2 separate regions of the Mus musculus genome follow, and region 2 is linked to region 1. The links are chromatin contacts, called in public HiChIP or PLAC-seq maps. All regions are on one chromosome and are shown on one strand. The core of a region is the stretch at or near the end of the contact, and the rest is flanking DNA. Distances in the headings are between cores, read along the strand shown. Region 1 overlaps Rims2 (regulating synaptic membrane exocytosis 2). Region 2 overlaps Dpys (dihydropyrimidinase).

Region 1 (5,431 bases), core at 1,685-4,184:
AACAGACATATTCTCACACCACCTGCCAAAATAAGTTGAGTGAGTATATTTCTACCAGACATACAATATGCTAGAGGGAATTATTCAGAGTAAAAGAGAAATTAGTGAGTAAGAAGATAACATTACAAAGGCAGAGCACCACAAGATGAAATTTTTTAAGTTACATCAAAAACTGAGACTATAATCGTAGTTGCAGAGGCTGAGGGAAACAGGAAGAAATTGATCAATATGTTATAATTAGATAGAGGTACGAAGTTCTGATACGTTACTTGATAATATGTGCATTATAAATAATGATATTATTTATACATATACAATCTCCTTAGGGGGTTTTCTTTCACAAGTATGCTATTGTGTGATCTATATTCCATAAGGTGAGTACAGTTCTGAGGACAAAGAAGGAACTCCTAGGCATCCAGTACTAGTATTGGCACAGTTGATTCTTCTATGGAAGATAAGTAAATAACATGGGTGAAATGTGTCAGAAAAAGAAGACACACACAGGTTGCCTAAAGAATTTTAACCAAAGCTGGAGTGAGCTTAGATGAATCAGAGTGAATAGAGTAGCATTTATCTCTTTTTATCCAAGGATTGTTGGGATCAAGAGTCCCTCGTGAGCATCTACTTTCAACTCCTAGGTTAGTGATGTCATATTAATAGCTTAAAATCAGCTCTGTAAAGTTAATACCATGGAACTCCTCATACCTTACAAGTCAGGTCCTTTTTTCTTTAAAACTCGAGCTGTCAAATATTTGCAAGAGCACACTATTGCTCAGCCTAACAAAAGCCAAGAAAAAGAGTAATAATTGGCCAAAGCCTCAGTATTTATCCTGAGCCTTCATTAGATCAAAGATTATCTGAGACAGCCAGACATTTCGGGAGGAGGTCATTGTGAGGGGAAGAGCAGCCTCTTCTCAGTCACTGAGAGCTCTAGGGTGGAGATAAGTTTTCAAAATATGTTTGGGGTGGCAAACACATACAGTTTAAATTTAATGAAACTTGAACATTCCTGAGATGCCATGAATGTTATTGCTACCCTGTTCCTCTACACTCTGGTTTGAATTGCATGCTTCACAGATTTTATGTGCACTCACGGAGTCAGAAGACACTGCAGGTAGAGGGGAAACTGAGAAGACCCAAGGTTCAGTGTAATGACCACAGGTAAATAACGAGAGGGGCCAGGCTTCACTTAACATTTCCACTGGCTCTTGAGGAAAACAAAAACAAAAACCTAAGAGTAGTCACCAGATGATTATATAACTGGATCTATTCCTAGATTTTTAATTTATACAAAATTTCCTCTGATATTAGTTTACAAATTGAAGTTATTTATGCTCTATTTCCCTATTTTAAAAGTGCAGTAGCAGAAAACAAGCAAAACAGAAAGGGATATCAGAAGCACGTTCAGGGGTAGCAAGAGAAGCCAAAGTGAAGCAAGCCAGGCACAAGTCTTCTGGAATTTGTCAGAAAGTCCCATGTTTCCCATGTAGGCGAGTTAGCAGGTAGTCTGCAGCCGTCTGACAAAAGCAGCAGCAGCTAGTCTAGGGCAGGGAGGGGGAACTAAATTATTCCACAGAGGCATAAGAGACACAGCAGTAAAGTCAGGCAGAAGAATGGAATGACTGCCCTTAAGTCAAATATATAGAGATTGATACAAACAAGGTAAAGAAAAACAAACAAATGGTGGCTACACAGTTTCCTTAAAGAACAAATTGAGTAAGATTTGAAATACAGGAAACTAGAACTTTCAGAGAAAAATGTGTGCACTGTGGTACATACATAGCTATATGTGGTAAACAAGTGGTTACTTAGAAGTCAGTCATGTCTCTTCATTAGTGAGATGTGAAAGTGTGCACATTATTATTCAACTTAGAAGATTATAAATCCATAGCAGGTATTAGTGCTTGAAGACAATGTACCTGCTATAAGTTTTTATCACAATAAAGAACAATATGGATTATTCATATTATTATTGCACGACTATAATGACAGTGGTGACAGGGAAAGTTGTCGAGCGAAACTGAAAACTGACTAGGTAACAATACCCTCCATGTGCACAGATTATATATATAATAGTAGAGTATAATATAGTATGAATATTATGTTAATACTATATCACATATATTTAATATAAAATTATTAAAACATATCATGTTGATAATGAATTATTATATAATGTAGTATTATGTATATATAATCATTGTAGATAAAGATAATGTGTAGTGTCTTGTGTCCTGTGTGAATTGGATCCTGGATCTGGGACTAAGAGTAGTAAAGAAATGAGAAAAACGACAGATTACATGTTCAGTGAAGATGGGATCAGGTAGGGTTCTCTAACCAGCACCACACAGCCTGGAACCTCAACCTCTTTATTACATACAACACAAGTGTGAGAACTAAAAAGGGGCCTAGGAAAAGAGGGGGAAGGGAGGACCCACATCCTGCCAGGGCTCCACCTATGCTCTGGACAGGCAGACAAGGAAGGGCTGGCAGATGCTTTCCACTCAGCCCCAGGTGGGCATCCAAGCCTCTGACCCACTTGACCGGAGTGGGGGGCAGCAAGGGGCAACTCAACCTGGGGGCCCCGGGGCCACACCCTGTAGCCCCCGGGTTATGGGAGAGAGAGAAGTGAGAGAGCAAGGAGGGGCCAAACAGCCCCTTTTAAAGTGAGCTGCTATCTTTTCTGTTGCTAGGTAACTGGGGAGGAGTCTATCCTGAAGGTCAGAAGCTTGGGACATTGCCTAAGTGACTTCTAGTCATGCTTCTCTTGAGGGGTCTGTGGGGAACGGTAACTTAGTTAGGAGCCACAGTTCCAGGAGCATGAAAGAACTCCTTCTGTCCCCTGTAGGTGAATTATGACCACCAGATCCCAGGGTTCAGCATCTCAGCTCTACTGGCGACCAGCCTGTCTGTGCATAGCCCAGTGCCCCACACACAAGGAGAGGGGTTAGCTACTCTCAGAAGGTAGCTCTGTGGGACGGCAGTCTCAGGCCAGAAACAAACAGAGGAGGAAGCTGGAGTTACTAGTCTTTGTACACAGTGATCAGTTGTGCAAACTCACACTCAGACTTCCAACAAAAACTTTGCCATTTCTCTTGAGCATGGGCCACATGGGTAATGGCATTGCCAATTGTCCCAAGGGTTGTGAGTCCTCAACAAAGCCATGACCATGCCAAAACTCATATCTAGTCCAGATTCACTTACTCTGGTTTTCCTAACCTTCCTGTATTAACTCTCCAGCAAAACTGTCTCCCAAATAACTCAGTGTTGCAGGCTCAAAGGCCCCCAGCAGGTGCACGACTTAGTCTGTGAGTGCAAAGAGGCTGCAGAAGGGGGGGTCTTCTAACTTTTTCTTACTTCAGTGGGGAAGCTTTCTCTAGATTCATAACATTAACAAGCCTAAGATTATTAGAGACACAATTTCCTTAAAATTTTATAGATATTCAACTGATACAAAATAAGTGATTTAGAAAAACAAATGATGCATGTTTTCTCTCATATTAAAAAAAAAACTAGATTTGTGTGTGTGTGTGTGTATGTGGTTCTGTGTGTGTGTGTGAATGTGGTTGTGTGTGTGTGTGAATGTGGTTGTGTGTGCGTGTGTGTGAATGTGGTTGTGTGTGCATGTGTGTGAATGTGGTTGTGTGTGTGCCCGTGCCCACGCACACTATGAAACTAGGACATGGATATGATAGGAAAGAGTTAAACACTTTTGAAGCTATTCTCTAAATGCTATTCTATATAAGATACAATACATATCAACAAATTGTAAAAATGCTTAACAGTAATGACAAAAATAAAAACAATTGAGTAAGAGCTACACACACACACACACACATATACCCCCCCACATAAATATGTACATACATGTACACACAGGATATAAAAAAGAAAATAGCAGAGTGAAAAATTCAGAGGCACCAGTTACCACCCTCAGCCTCCACTGACTACAGCATGCACTTGGAAGCAGAAACTTACTTAATAAATATCTTACATATTTCTTCTCCAGACTTTGGTAATTCATAAATTTCCCTGAATAAGAGCTTAAGTATCACTCTATCTGCTCTCATTCATTACCAAACTTTAAGAAAAAAATTTAAACAGTTGGCAGAGGAAAAATATCAATGTTTAATGTAATGTTATTAAATGTCTCCACTTACCTATGAATGTCTAAGAAAGAACAAACTTTGGATAGCTTTGTGAAAAAACTTAGATTGTCTATAATAGCAATCAAGGACTTAAAGATGGCGGATCAAATAATTAGTTAAAATGATTAGCATTAGATTTATGCCATATTAGTCATAAGTAGAGTCAGTGCTTCAGCTGTTCAAAAGATAAAACTGTTTTATGCATGTCTAAAAGACTAACATGACTCCAGCTCTGCCTCTATCTCCCTTCTCCTCGTTCATGAGAACCTATTTTTAACAAATTCCTCAATCTAAGAGGGATATCAATTTAGAAAAACAGACATAACATGTCCTTCAGTTTTATAATACCCACATGAAAGTTTTATAGTTTTCTATTTAACATATTACTAAAAGTTGACTGTAAATGCATCTTTCACTTGCACAAATAAAACATTATTTGATTCTACTTTCAACACTAAAGAAATTCATTTTGAATGTGTTGCTCTTGGAGTCTGGTGAGACCATTGATCTTGTACCACAGCAGACTTTTCCTACTATGCTGCTTGTGTCCTTCTGTGCGAAAACACAGTGCAGCCTTGCTGGAGTTTGCAGCCACAGTCTTACTGTTTAAGTCACTTCATTTAGGGTACAGTAATGTCCGTGATGTCTATCTTATCTTAGAATAAGGGAGGAGAATAGAGACACCAGAGTCGAAGATATCATCTGCCAAGGTACTCCTTGCAGTGCAGAGCATTGTAGGATAACAATATAGCTATCTCAATTTTTTGTGTGTGGAACAAAGGATGCTTTGAACTGACAAATCACAACATAAAATTTTCCTTTAAATGTCATTGTATTTTCATGTTCTATGTGTCTGTGTAGTGCAATAGCATACATAAAAAAATTACAATGTGAATAAAATCCCATTTCCGTAGCACCTGATAGCTTGGTATCCTTTAGTGCAACTTTTAAGTTTCCAGTATGCATCTGTCTGTACATATACATGCATGCATATCTAGACATAAACCTTTATAAATACAATATGGTCAGAGCTATCAATGGTAAAATACTGAAATCATGTTTACAGAACATGAAAAAAAGTACTGAATGACATATATGAACGTTGTTATTTTGAACTACAAAAAATGCAATCTATTACACAATTTTCTCAGATGTAGTCTGTTCTTATCTTAAAGAAACACTTCCACAGCATTATTATATCTTTAATATTTTATTAACATAAATATTTCAGTTATCAAAATTATTGAGCAACTTTATAAATAATGATTAACAATACATAAAAT
Region 2 (5,637 bases), core at 2,293-4,792, 360 kb before region 1:
CAGAGAACCCTGCCTGCAGTACTAAAAGCATGTCCCACGGTCAATATTTGAAAACCAACTAAAACTTTATGAAAAAAAAAAAAGACGAATCTTTGTATTGTACATGCAGCTGTGTTCTATGACTTAGAATGCATGGACAAATGAATACAAATGAGGAAATAAAGGGAAGTTACACAACTTTGGGAAAGTTTTTCTAGAAGTATTTGGCAGTGTTGACACGTAGTTTCTAGAGGAGTGTAGATCTCAGTGTGGGAAGACTTAGAAACACTGTCCAGTCTCATGATGCCATTGGGCGTGCAGAGCTTTCTGTTTTGAAACTCCCACTATTTCCGTCTATTTTTCTGTTTCTTTCCCTCCATTGCTTTCTGTTCCTCCTCTGCCGAATCAGTATTAAAGGACAGTGCTACAGTTTTAGTGTCTCTATGAGGTCACTTCTATTGACTCAGTAAAATGCACATTTTCACCATTTGATGGTGAAAATTACATACTTGTGATGTATATTTATATGCGTCAACATGTAGCAATCTGGGGGAGACTTAGGCCAGCATGCATGTCCGGTTTACAACCTGTGGGTCACAGGTTGGTAGTACAGCCTAACCCAAAATCAGTTGCTTCCTTGGGAACTTGATTGTACATTTCTCAAGTGTAAACTTTAGAGAGGACAAATGTCATAGGGCGATGTCAAAGGGTCAGATGTTGCTGTTAGAAGTTGACCGGGTGGATGGGGGGTATAGTGTGTGTCAGTTGGAGCACTGCTGGACACAGGTCTGGTTTTCTACATACCCTGCCACTGCACACATTCCCATTTGACGACCTGTGCATCCCTGCTTGAGCCTTGTGACCATGGAGATTTGGATAACGAGCACCGAGACATTACAGACCTGGCTCCCACCTGCAGAGTGCTCTCTCATTGTTGAATATTGTCTTTTTTTTTTCCTACCACCAGCCTCAAGCTTCAGATTTTCTGTCATTTCCACATTTCAGGAATTATTTGTGTGGTTCAGAAAGATCATATTTAAAATTCAGGAGATTAGCAAGAGAAAGGCATTGGGGTTGGATGTGATCACGTGCTATCCGAGCTTTTGTAGGAGCCGGCTTAGTGTTTACTTTGATTAGAACGTTTCTTGGCACTAGCTTGAATCCAGTGTCTCTTTGTGAGAGAGAATGTTACACTGAGTGCCTTTTATTCTCTTCAAAGGCAAAGGCAGAGCAAAGGCTCTGAGGCGCCTCTTCCCGCCATGCCGCCAACCCCTGGAGAAACACCTGCTATTTCAACTCCCCAAGATCCTTTAGGAAAAATCATTGCTCTAGGCCTCTTTGATTTTTCTCTCAAAAGCAATAGCTGTCTGCCTCACTGTGCCTTTGTTGCTGTGGAAGACTGAAGATATAAATGAGCATTACTGGGACGGGACGTCTGCGTGAAGACTCACTGGAGATTCCTTTCAAATGCCATCTTTCTGTACACTAGATTTCTTTCTTTGGATCCTTAAAGATTTCTTTCCAGTGTAAAGGTTTTATTTGTTTTGTTTTAATGTCTATATTTGTTTGAAAAAAATCACTGTGATTTTACATTTCACCACAATTAATAAACATTGGGAGCTTCATTCTGTATTCTAGTGTCTGAGTTCCATGTGTGTCCCTCTACCTAGTAGGTGGGACTAGGACCCTGGATTGGTCATGACGAGAGAACGTGATTTCTTGTGTATCAGTGTCACCTGTAAGTCAAGTCCCATGATGGGTCTAAAGAAACCAGATCCAGTACTCCACCATTAAATGAGTCCGAAGCAAAATATCCAATCATATGGATAGATTCAGGATTTGAGGGGATTCGATGGAACTGGCATCGCATGAGGATATCATGTTGATCTGTTCCTCCCAAGTCCTTTCTTGTGCCTTGGTCCCTCTGTGCGGCAAAGCTGGGCTTCTCTTTGGATGTACCCACACTCTGGAGTAAGAGCCCAGGAGAGGATGTGTGGTTCCTTTAAGGAAGGATGGGCGGAGCTCAGCGTCATTTGATCTCAGCGCCCAGAAGAAAGGATGGTAAGCTGCACCTGAAGAGAAATCTTCAGCTCAATTAAACTCCAATTCTTTTTTCCCTCAGGTTAAAAGATACTGCAAAACGTTTTATTATTTTTTTATCCCTACACTTTTTAAAAAGACTTATTTATCTATTTATTTATTTTATGTATATGAGTACACCATCACTCTCTTCAGACACACCAGAAGAGGGCATCAGGTCCCATTTACCGATGGTTGTGAGCCACCACATGGTTGCTGGGAATTGAACTCAGGTCCTCTGGAAGAGCAGTCAGTGCTCTTAACTGCTGAGCCATCTCTCCAGCCCCTTATCCATACACTTTGTTTGACAAAGGCAGCTCTACATTAGAACACAGACTCCTTTACCAGTGAGTAAGTAAGCTGCTTTCTTACCCAGAAGTCAATCCTCACACAGCATTTACTGTTCACTGGAAATGTCACTGTCTCCTGGATGCTTTCCTAGGTAGGATGGTCCTTCTTTTATGCAGCTCCATGGAAGGGCCCAGCATCCAGTCCACAGGATGCCTTAACTCCTGCAGCGTACCGTTATCCTTCGTATCTGTGGATGCTACACAGCATTTACTTCTCATTAGGAGATAAAAGTGATCAGGAGTTGGGTTCAAGTGTAATAGTGTAAGGGAGGGTGAGCATGGGTAGTTAACATGATGTCATCCTAGGTCAGTGGGGTCAACATCCCCAGACTTCAGAATCACACTGCTGAAGCCAATTCCCCCAAGCACACTCACTGAGGGACTGAGATAGATGATAGCTTCACTTCTCTGTCTCCTCCCTCATCCCTCCTCCCTCCTCCCTCCAGAAGCTGAAAGGTCATTCAGGAGGGGCTTGTCTAGCTCACTGGCTCTCCCTCACACCCAGCACAGTGTGTGGTCAGTTATGGGCACTCCGTGGATACTTCACAGTTTTTAAATAAGAGAGGAAATAAAGGAATTCCTGCCCAGTTCTTCAGTGGATACAAATGAAGTGAGAGAGTCTTCTGTGAAGCAGACACCAATCCTGGAGCTACACAGCTCTCTAAGAGAGAGGAAAGTCACGTGGGCTCCAGCTAAGTCCTTGGAAATGCACATGAGACTCCCTTTGTATATTCCAGATGGCCTGGGAGACCAAGCTCTTTTTCCTTATGAAGTTTGATTGATCTTCCTAAACCTCAGTTTCTTCATTCACGTGACAAAAACAAACAAACAAACAAACAAACAAAAACCAAGAGTCTCCCTGGGAGTACCCTGAGGCCCATGATACTGTGGGAATGTGTGACCTTAATAAGATGTCTGCTGAAAGACCTTCCTGGTGATCTTCCGATAGAAAGCTCCCTTCCCGGAATGACCCAGCAAAACAAGCTTTACATGGAAGCTCTGAAGGTAAGGCAGGTGCAAATAATGACCAAGAAAGTTTCAGTCCCCTCTTCTGGTGACTAAGACCTCACCTCCCCCAAGGCCATCAATGCTGCTTAGGGAAGGTCTCAGAAACACTTGCCTCCCTGGAAGGGAGAGGCTAATTACCATTTCTAAAGGGGGAATGAAAAGGTCAGATCCAGCAAACAGTGGGCTTAAACACTCTTGTTGTAATCAAGGCCTACCCTTAAACTGTATAAAAAGTGTGTGCTTAGGAGACTTGGACTTGCCTCTGCCCTGATTGCAGGACAGCCCCAGTGTTCTGGATCAATAAGCCTCTTGCTTGTTGCAGCAATCTCAGTCTCCTAGTTTCTGTGAGTTGGACATCCTGGATGTAAGGCTCTTTGGGTCTTACATTACCCAAGCCCTACACAGTCTGCAAATGCCAGTGCCCATTGCTGGCAAGGTGATGAGTCAATAAAAATGGCTGCCCAGAAAGCCTAGGCCGTTTTGTTCTTTCCTTGAAGTTCACGACATCTGAGAGAACCAAGCCCTTAGTGGTGGCAGAATGGAAGCTATGAAAAGGGAGGTGGTTCAAACCCAGGCACAGATGAGAGCATTCAGCCATCTTGGAGACGTCAGTGGATGAAGGCCAGGATGTGGGCACCACGAGTGAAATGAGCAGGGATACATTTGGAGCATGGGAGATGGAAGCAGAGTGACAGCTACATCTCAGCAGGAACTCTTCTCCCTCTGTAGGAAGAGGGAGAACTGGGGGCTTTGTCAAAAGCTGGGAGGCTACAAAAGCTGCATTTGAACCAGCTGAGCAAGACATAGAAACGTTCTCAGTTTCAGTTCTTCTACTGATAAAATGCAGTAGCTAAGATTATTTTCTATGCAAGAAGAGTTAAAAACTAATGTCTTTGTTAGGCTTCCTACTTGCAGTTGGTGCAGAGGCCATGGAAGGGTGCTGCTTACTGACTTGCTTCACGTGGCCTGCTCAGACTGCTCTCTTATAGAATCCAGGCCCACCAGCCCAGGGATGGCACTACCCACAATGGAGGGCCCTCCCCACCTTGGTCTCTAATTCAGAAAATGCCTTACAGCTGGATCTCATGGAGGCATTTTCTCACCTGAGGCTCCTTCCTCTCTGATGACTCTAATGCCCATCTGTCAAGTTGATACAACTCAGGCACTATGTATAATGCCCTGGCTCTCTGTGTTAGTCCAGAGGCATCCCCTCCTGTTCTTCCTCACCGGGCTTTCTCCCTCTTCCTTTCCAACTTCCTCACGCTGGGTTGGAACCAGAAGCCACACAATATAATAATTAGATTTCTTTTTGTCAAACCAATTCTCTCCTTTTACTTCTTTCTGTGGACAAGTCTTATAAACAGAGAGACCCTGCCATCATTTATTGAGCACCTGCTGTTTGCAGGGCATGGAACCAGACCCTTTGGCCCTGAACAGCTGCACAGAGCAGTTCAGGAAGCAGCTTGGGAACTCTGCATTGGATGTCTTGGGCAAACAATTTAGTGAACAAGGAGAAGAGGGCTGTGCTGCGTAATGAAAGTAAACGCAACCACTGTGTTCATGGTCGGGGCTGCGTCTGTTGTAAGAGTCATCTGTGGTGAATCAGTGGGGCCTGTAAACCTACAAAGTGCATGCGGCCAGGCCCTTAGGACTCTTGAGACAAGGGTGTTTGTATAAAAGCTAGAGGGGCAGAGCATATTAGCTCGGTGTTTTCAAAGTGTGTTTTTATTTGTTTGTTTTGTTATTTTGGCCTTATAACAGAATGTAGTCTCCAGAAGAACACAGGACCTCTGGGTTTTCCTCTAATGAAACCTTAAATGTGCTCAATAGTTCCTAAATGGTAAACCCCTATTAGGCCTTTATGATATTATGTGCCTGTACCAGGGCTATAAGCTCTGTGTGGACTCTATCACCTTATTCTGCCTACAAGCTTCTGAGAAGGCACTGCTTCTAATTACAATGAGAAAGCCAAAACTCAGAGAGGTTTAGCAATTGCCCAACGTGATGGCATTTGGTGACTCAAGATGTAAACCCCAGTCTATTTGTAAATAACTGTTGTAACGCAAATGTTGTGATGCAAATGTAAGTCAGAAGGTTCTCCATGCCCCAAACAGGACACACAAAGAACCCACATTCTCAGAGAGGACAGAATCCTTTTCACCCGAAAGAGAATATCTGTCCAGCTACTGATAGCTCTGGACACCATGTTTTACGGTGGTTT

The links. HiChIP or PLAC-seq counts read pairs in DNA pulled down with a chosen protein or histone mark.
Region 2: an H3K27ac HiChIP or PLAC-seq map of embryonic stem cells shows a contact between it and region 1, with 5 read pairs. The contact joins two enhancer-like sites. A contact is called at or near these places in 2 of 39 promoter capture datasets (the C10 cell line and cranial neural crest), 1 of 484 Hi-C or Micro-C datasets (nephron progenitors), 1 of 115 datasets of contacts at active chromatin or transcription factors (embryonic stem cells) and 3 of 9 other capture datasets (adipose tissue, embryonic stem cells and liver).

The regions. Positions count from the first base shown.
Region 1 is chr15:39,420,429-39,425,859 of GRCm38.p6, reverse strand. The region is part of intron 5 of Rims2 (regulating synaptic membrane exocytosis 2); the gene reads right to left. Among named protein-coding and RNA genes, the nearest start is that of Rims2, 220 kb to the right of the region's middle. Within about 2 kb of position 2,934, at least 3 of the 459 cell types and tissues checked have an H3K27ac peak or open chromatin away from gene starts, as enhancers often do. A contact at or near this core is called in embryonic stem cells, where this site is marked.
Region 2 is chr15:39,778,671-39,784,307 of GRCm38.p6, reverse strand. It overlaps Dpys (dihydropyrimidinase), which reads left to right. Exons shown (of 10, transcript NM_001164466.1): 10 at 1,199-1,611. Among named protein-coding and RNA genes, the nearest start is that of Gm16291, 16 kb to the left of the region's middle. Within about 2 kb of position 3,542, at least 19 of the 459 cell types and tissues checked have an H3K27ac peak or open chromatin away from gene starts, as enhancers often do. A contact at or near this core is called in embryonic stem cells, where this site is marked.